Linked DNA regions of Anas platyrhynchos: region 1 is linked to region 2. The links are chromatin contacts, called in public Hi-C maps. All regions are on one chromosome and are shown on one strand. Each heading gives the region's core, a stretch centred on a gene start, on an enhancer-like site or on the middle of the called end of the contact. The rest is flanking DNA. Distances are from core to core; before and after follow the strand shown.

Region 1 (3,490 bases), core at 552-3,051, 87 kb after region 2:
TTGCTATCCAGAACACAAAATGCCTACGGATCTTGAGATGTTAATAAATAAATAACAGGGATTTTTACCCATAATCAACTAATCAAGATTGGCAAAATGCTGCAGATTTTTAACTAAAGATTTTTCATCACAAACTATACTAAAGTAACTCTGATTCCTCTGAAAGCCCTGAAGTACATTCAGAAACAGGTATTAATTTATTCAAAATGTATTTGAGGGTGTTGTTTTTTTTTCCAAATGCATTGCTGTAAATAGCTAGGTTTATAAAGAACTACCAGCAGCATTTATCAAATTCCTTCCATCTTTATTTAGACCACTTTCTACTGAACTAGTTAGGATTTAGCCCTACCCACCACGTAAAGGAGTTGCATAATGATCCCTTTATACTCATTAACTACCATTTTAATGAGCTATTACTACCTCGGGACTCAGAAGACCTCAGGGAGGTTGTAACATGCCACTACCCATATAGTAATTCACTGCTGAGTTAGTACATAGCCTCCTTGAAAGAATATAGGAATGCCCTCCATCACTCTCTGTAGTACAGATGCCAGCGTCAGCAAAATTTCTGTAAGACACAACCCAGCCTAAACCCTAATAAAAAACCATCTCAGTTAAACTCCAATAAGCTTAACAGATTTCCTATTACTATGGCCCACCGCTTTGCTAAAAGTTGCCACCCTCCTAACAGGGTGAGCTGAAAGCAGGAGCACTGCCTGACTGCAGCTCACAGTTTGATGGCATACAGCAAGGCACATCTGATAAAGGGACACGGCAGAAAGCAGAGGACATCCCAAATGACCATTCACAAAAGCTGACAGGTCTTTATGGGCCATAAACTAGCCAAGGAATGTTCAAAGGAACCTGCATAAAGAAATCAAGCTTATCATTAGGAACCGTCAATTAAAACTCTCTCACACACATTGAATTTATACATCACTGAAAGCTGAAGTAAAACAAAACTAAATTATTTTTCATTAAAAAAATCTTGCCCTTATTTAAAAAAACATATATATGCCATGACTTGTGATGGAACTGAACTGAAGACAGCCCTTCCCATTCACTAGTGACTTTGTATGGAAATTGGTATTATGGTTGCTTAAAATGCCTGTTTGACATTATTTCCAGTGTGAACAAGCCAAGTACACCTGAAGAAAGATACTCACCTCTCAAAATTTATGGCAGCTGTAGGCAGACACTGTTACACACAGTGGCACACTGTTCCCTGAATTGCCCTCTATGTTTTTTAAATCCAAGTGCTTGCACTGAACCCTAGTGAGAGGCAGAAAGTTGCACATGCCCAAGTGGGAGGCAGGAAGATCACTTTCCTGCTTTTCATAAAGCCATTCCCTGCAAGGAGTTACTGTTCTTTTCCAGTACTACCTTGGAGGCACCCTGTTTGTGCCAGGAAAGGAGGGAATTCATTCATTCAGATCCATAAACTGCAAACCTCCTGGTCTGCAAGAGGCAGAAGACCAGAGCAAGACCTCCAGGCACTACTCACATGCGGAGGGTACAGAAGGCAGCGGGTACCAAACACGTGTATGAGCGCACACGTGCCTGCTCCTCTCCTCACCCAGACTTTAAGATAATTCAGTGCAAACGAGCCTTTTTTGCTGGGAAGCTAAGTAGCCTGTCAGCACTGTCACAGGGCTGAGAGAGACAAAATAATAGTTCTCACCCTCTGAAGTCAAAGTAATGGAGCAAATGTACGGCCATTTTTCAGTCACTGATAGGAAAAGGCAGCGTTTGGAGGGACCGTAGTTGCCTCCCCTCGTCTCTCATTCACCCATAGAGCCCCATTCTCGTCATAAGGAACGTATCTGTTTGCTCCCTCCCCGTTTTCATTTCCTCCCCATCACGAGCCCAAGCAACAAGCAGATAAGAGGCATTTTGTCCTGGCACTGGAAGGAGAGCTCCTCAATCTGGAGGCAGCAGCCGACTGCAGGAAGCAGAAAGTTGGCTGAGCAGAGCTGGTAGCAAGACAAACTGCAAAAGGAGGAAAGATCAAAATAAAGGGGAAGAGCGTGCATTTTTCTATGCCTATGGAAAAGAAGAATTACCAGTTGAGTGAACAGCAATAAAAACTTGGCACAGGTTACATGCCATTAACTACGCTATGAGAAATCTGTTTCAGCCAACTGACCGCAGAAGATAGTGACTATTACTAATTCATTTACTTGCCTCTCAACATAGGATTACGGGATTATCAGCATTAAAGATAACAGTGCAAGTCAGCAGATAAAACTCTGATACCACGGTCTCTAGAAGAAGCACTGACAAACGTAGACTGTTTCAAAACCAAAAGCCATAGGAAAAGTTTTGTGACCACGGGACATAAGTGAATCAAAGATAAATTACCATACAGTATTTTAACATGGGTTCTTCCCCAGAAGTTATAAACAGAAAGTCAGGACTTGATGAAAGATCAACAGGCAGGCGAGAATATTTAGTAACTTTTGCCACAGGTAGAGAAGAAAGGAATAAAGCTGCAAGCTACTACGTGGAAAAAGCATTCCGTTACTGACAACCCCACAAGCACAAACCGCAGGCCAAAGCCACGTTTCCTTCTATCTCATAACCTCAGCTGTGGAATCGAATCCAAGAAATTGCATCAGCCAGATGCAATTTCTTCCTCTCCTAACTTGTTAGGGGCGGGGGAAGGCTCTTTGTCAGAACAAACAAAACAAAAACCAAATAGCGGTGGCAGAAATATTGCAAAATTATTTCTGGAAGAGTAAGTCACAGCAAGTGTCACTGGCCAAAATAAAAGAAATACTTGCTGCGGGGCAAAGAAACTGAGTAAGCAGGCAGAAACGGGACTGGAATGAGCGTTTCCTTGTCGAGCTTCCCTCTCCCAATTAGTCCCACACAAACCCCGAGCAGTCCGGCAGATGCCAGCAGTGGGAGCCGAATACCCTGTGGCAATGTCAACAAAGAGCATGCTGTTGGCAAACAGACCGAAAGGATAAAAAGTTTTGGTCAAGCTCTATTTCAGTTCTCTTTTGTTATCAGGAGAAAAGTTGGTACCTTATTTTTTGGGTGTTGGTTTGGTTTGTTTTTTTAGTAAGCAGCGAGAGAAATAACTGTTTAAAAGAGTGGGATTGTTAAAAGATTGATTTCTTTAAATTCTAAACTTACAGTTTAAAAATTAAGGGGTAACAGAAACGTGACAATGATTATTCTGAACAGGTAAAGGAGATTTGGGGAGAGCTTGGTGTTTCCATGGAAAGGGACTCCAGCCTTTCCCCACTGCTCCGCCGCCCTGCCTTTATGCGTCGCACAGAGGACGGCTGCTTCCCCAGCCAGCAGCTATTCAGGATTTCTCTCCACACGTTTGTTCATGTGTGGCCTCATCCACTCGTAGCTGCATGCTATTCAAACACGCTCCCAAGACGTGGTTATTTGTTTTGAAGCCCATCACAATGGCATCAGAGTCCATCAATAACATTATTCACCTTTGTAGCATCATTAAGATAAGTGTGCATAC
Region 2 (3,557 bases), core at 212-2,711:
GTCTTTTTGGGGGGCGGGGAGGGAAAGTTTAATGCAGATTGCGTCCTACCTTCAGAGCAACCAGGAGATAAGTGATTTGAGGGAGAAGATAGGATTGTTTCTTCCACAGTCCAGCAACTGGAGAAGGCTGCAGGATGGAGAGGTTCAGAGCAATCGTACCTTTTACTGAGAAGCTAAAAAGGATTAAATTTACATGCCAAATTGATCTGATTTAGAGGAAGGTCCGTGGTGAAATCCAGTGAGCTGCCTTTTCCAGCAGGCTCAGGAGCTGCAGCGTTGTGTCTTCTGTAGTTTGCCTTTGTTTCTGGGTGCATCTCAGTTGCTGGCTGTGGGTATTTTCCTTCAAGTGCCTTTGTAGAGCAGGAGAGGAAAGCAGAGTGGGGAAAACAGCAGCAGAAAAAAATAAGGGCAAAGGTGAAACATGATGTAGGAAAAAAGAGATAATGAGATTTTAATAAGTGAAAAAAAAAACACAGTGGAGAAGATTCATTCCAGTACAGAAAAACACACAATAAGTGAGATAAAAGAGAAAAAGGAAGTAATAGTATTAGTCAAGTTGAGGATGCTTATTTTTTTGCAGTTTTTACAAAAACAAACAAACAAACAAAACCAACAACTACATTTATTTAAAGCTGACTGAAAGAATTTCAACTAATTGAAAATTGTTCGAAAGAGCCACGTGTAGAGCAAACAGTTCTGAGTTACTTGTATGTGATGTCAGGCCTTACTTTTCATGTCATAGCTCAGGATGGAAATGTGGGAGTTTCTTTGGATGGGTGAAATGTCATCTCAGTGCTCATCAACAACCAAACATAGCTGGAATTATTGGGGATTAAACGGATCGTGCAGTGGACACCCCGTTATGTCACCTTAAATCCCTGCTGTGTCGGCGCCTTGAATATCAGGCGTACTTCTGATTACGCAGTTTCTAAAAATGCACGTAAGAAAAAAGCCAAAGAATACAGCGAGATTAACCAGAGGCAAAAGGGTTTGCACAGGACAAGATGAGGAGAATTGATTTATTGGCTTGGGGAAAAGAGCACGTTGCACGAGAGCTTGGAGAACCAGGAGAGTGCCAGACATGAGAGGAAGCGAATGGTGTGAAGTAGATGACAGGGAGTAAGTGTGGCCCAGCACGTGTTTCCCTGGCTCTGGAGCCATGCAGTGAGGTATGAAACAGTTGGTTTGTCACCTGCCCTGTCCCAGTGAGAGAGAATGGCCATGCTATGGGTGTTGTCACACCGGCTGGGTAATACCAAGTAAGTGTCCACATGGAGCAGTGTGATGGATGCTGTAGGAAGACAAGGGAAATACTGTGCCCTAAAGAGCTGCTGATGGTAACCTGGCTGATTTAATTCCTTCCTACTGCTTGCAACTAGGAGTCCTGGCGGTCATCCTGCACACAGCTCCATGCTGCTACCACTGCTTGTGCCTTCACGCGATAGCCTCCTCTGCATTAAGGGACAATCTTTTGGCATTTTTTGTGCTGGCTTTGGTTTCAGCTCGGTTCCCGTGAGACGCAGCTCATTGTGCAAGAGCTAGGGCAAGGGGAGGGGACAAAAATGCACAGCCGAAAGGGAAATACTTAACCTTTCAACAGCAGGATAAGCTTATATTAGCTTAAACCTATTGCAAAACTGCACCTAGTAATTTGCTGGGTGTTTTAAACTAATAAAAGCTAACAATGCTACCAAAAGAATAAATCCAGCCACAGTCCTGATTCTGTTCCAGAACCATCCTTGAGCGTGCTGTTGGTATCGCAGCGAGCTGGCACAGCTGAAGAAACCCTTTATTCACAGAGCAGTTGTCAGCTGGATCAGTTCCCTGCCCTGTTTCGTAAAGAGCTGTGGAAAGCCTTGTGTGGGCACAGAAAGTGGGGCTGGGAACGAAGTTGTAGCCAGCCTCCTGTCTGTGACAGCATCAGCTGAGCTGCTTCAAGGCTGAATTGTTTGCTAAATAACAGACAAGGTGTAGGCAGTAGTGATAGATCTGAATATAACCGAAGATCAGAGTTGGAAGTAAACCAGGGCAGAGTAACTGCTGGTGAACTTGGTGTGTGCCTTTAAAATCCAAACAAACCGTGCACACAGCTTTATGAACTGTTTTGTAGGTACATAATAAGAGAAAGATTCGGAAGATGATGAATTTGATCAGCGTGCGCTCATATGAGGATCCTTTAAGTAGAACAGAGCCAGATTTACCCTAACTGAAACTCCTGTGCATTCCCTTCAGCCAAACTGGTGTAACCCCAGGCTTGAGGAACAATTGCTTGGCTTGCAGTTCTGCACCAGGGCAGTAACTGCTGAGTGGAGACTCCTACATGTTGGCACGAGTTGGCTCTTACACTTTTAATGTAGTTCAAGACATTGCCCTGCCCAGCTGCCTGCTCTGTCTCTGCCTCAGCAACAGAGCAACAGAAACAGGAGAAGGAGCAGGATAACTGCTCTGTCTGCGTGTGTTTTAAAGCCATCAAGACTAGCATATGAACTTCAATTGCCACATTTCTAACTTAATCTGTCAGGCTGTCATTTGCAGTAATTGAGGAGTCAGCACATACTCATTTCTGTCCTCTTCCATTATGGGAGCATTACCTCCGGGTAGGGCTGGGAGTGCTGTCCACTGCAGCATGCTCAGAGCAGTCAGATCAGCTCACGTGGTGAAGTTCTTGTGGCAAAATGGTGATGGGGGTAAGAATCTGCATGTTGTACTTAGCACAGAGCAGCCAGTGCTTCGTAATTCAGGGTGCTCATCAGGTTGCTGATACAGCTTGCCCTGTGGTGGGTGGTGTTTTTAGAAGAATTTGAAAATTGCATCTAAAATAGACTGAAAAGAGAGACTGAGAAGCAACTTGAGTGATTTGAGTTGATGAGAGTAGGTCCAAGCACTGGGGTAGGACTGTGGTCCTTGCTCCAGTATTACACATGAATATGAGTCTGGCGAGATTGTGTCTGTTCAGTGGAGAAGCAAACACCAGTTCCAGTAGCAGGCATACCAGGTTTGGTAACAGACATGTAAGTAGTATTAAAGGCTGGTATGGGCTTCCATAGAAAGGCCACGTTTTAGATTACGTGAAATCTAAACTGGGATGGCAGTGGTAATGTCTAGCTATGGATCAAAAATGCCAGTTGACAAATTTTAATATTTGATGATATGTGATCAAAATACTAAACAGGAACTGTTTATATATATATATATATATATATATATATATATATATATTTGTTTCAATGGAATGCTGAAGTGAAAAGTTCTCGTACTTCCATGTAAACTGCAGTATTACCTGTCACACCCCACAGTGCCTCGGGACTAGGATTGCTTCCTGACCAACAGAGACAACTTCTCCTCCATCAGCAGCACCAGCAATTCCAGCAGTTACTGAGTACCCAGCAGCTCACGTCGGTAAGTCTTCCAGTTATAATTCACTTATTCGTCTGGTATAGTCTTAGGCATGGATAGATTCTCCAGCCTAATACAAATACCAGAAATGTGTTTAATTTATGTTACAGTTTTTGAAAATCATGCAGTTTGGCAGTTGCTTCAGCCTTTTTGGATGATAG

What was found. A called contact is a pair of places that touch in the nucleus more often than the background predicts.
Region 1: a Hi-C map of subcutaneous adipose tissue shows a contact between it and region 2, with 1.9 times the contacts expected there. The contact joins two enhancer-like sites. A contact is called at or near these places in 3 of 8 Hi-C or Micro-C datasets (liver, skeletal muscle and subcutaneous adipose tissue).

The regions. Positions count from the first base shown.
Region 1 is chr2:140,518,275-140,521,764 of IASCAAS_PekinDuck_T2T, forward strand. The region is part of intron 1 of DNAJC1 (DnaJ heat shock protein family (Hsp40) member C1); the gene reads right to left. Among named protein-coding and RNA genes, the nearest start is that of DNAJC1, 24 kb to the right of the region's middle. Within about 2 kb of position 1,802, at least 2 of the 8 cell types and tissues checked have an H3K27ac peak or open chromatin away from gene starts, as enhancers often do. A contact at or near this core is called in subcutaneous adipose tissue, where this site is marked.
Region 2 is chr2:140,431,635-140,435,191 of IASCAAS_PekinDuck_T2T, forward strand. MLLT10 (MLLT10 histone lysine methyltransferase DOT1L cofactor) reads left to right here. Exons shown (of 22, transcript XM_038175383.2): 20 at 3,297-3,399. Among named protein-coding and RNA genes, the nearest start is that of DNAJC1, 110 kb to the right of the region's middle. Within about 2 kb of position 1,462, at least 1 of the 8 cell types and tissues checked has an H3K27ac peak or open chromatin away from gene starts, as enhancers often do. A contact at or near this core is called in subcutaneous adipose tissue, where this site is marked.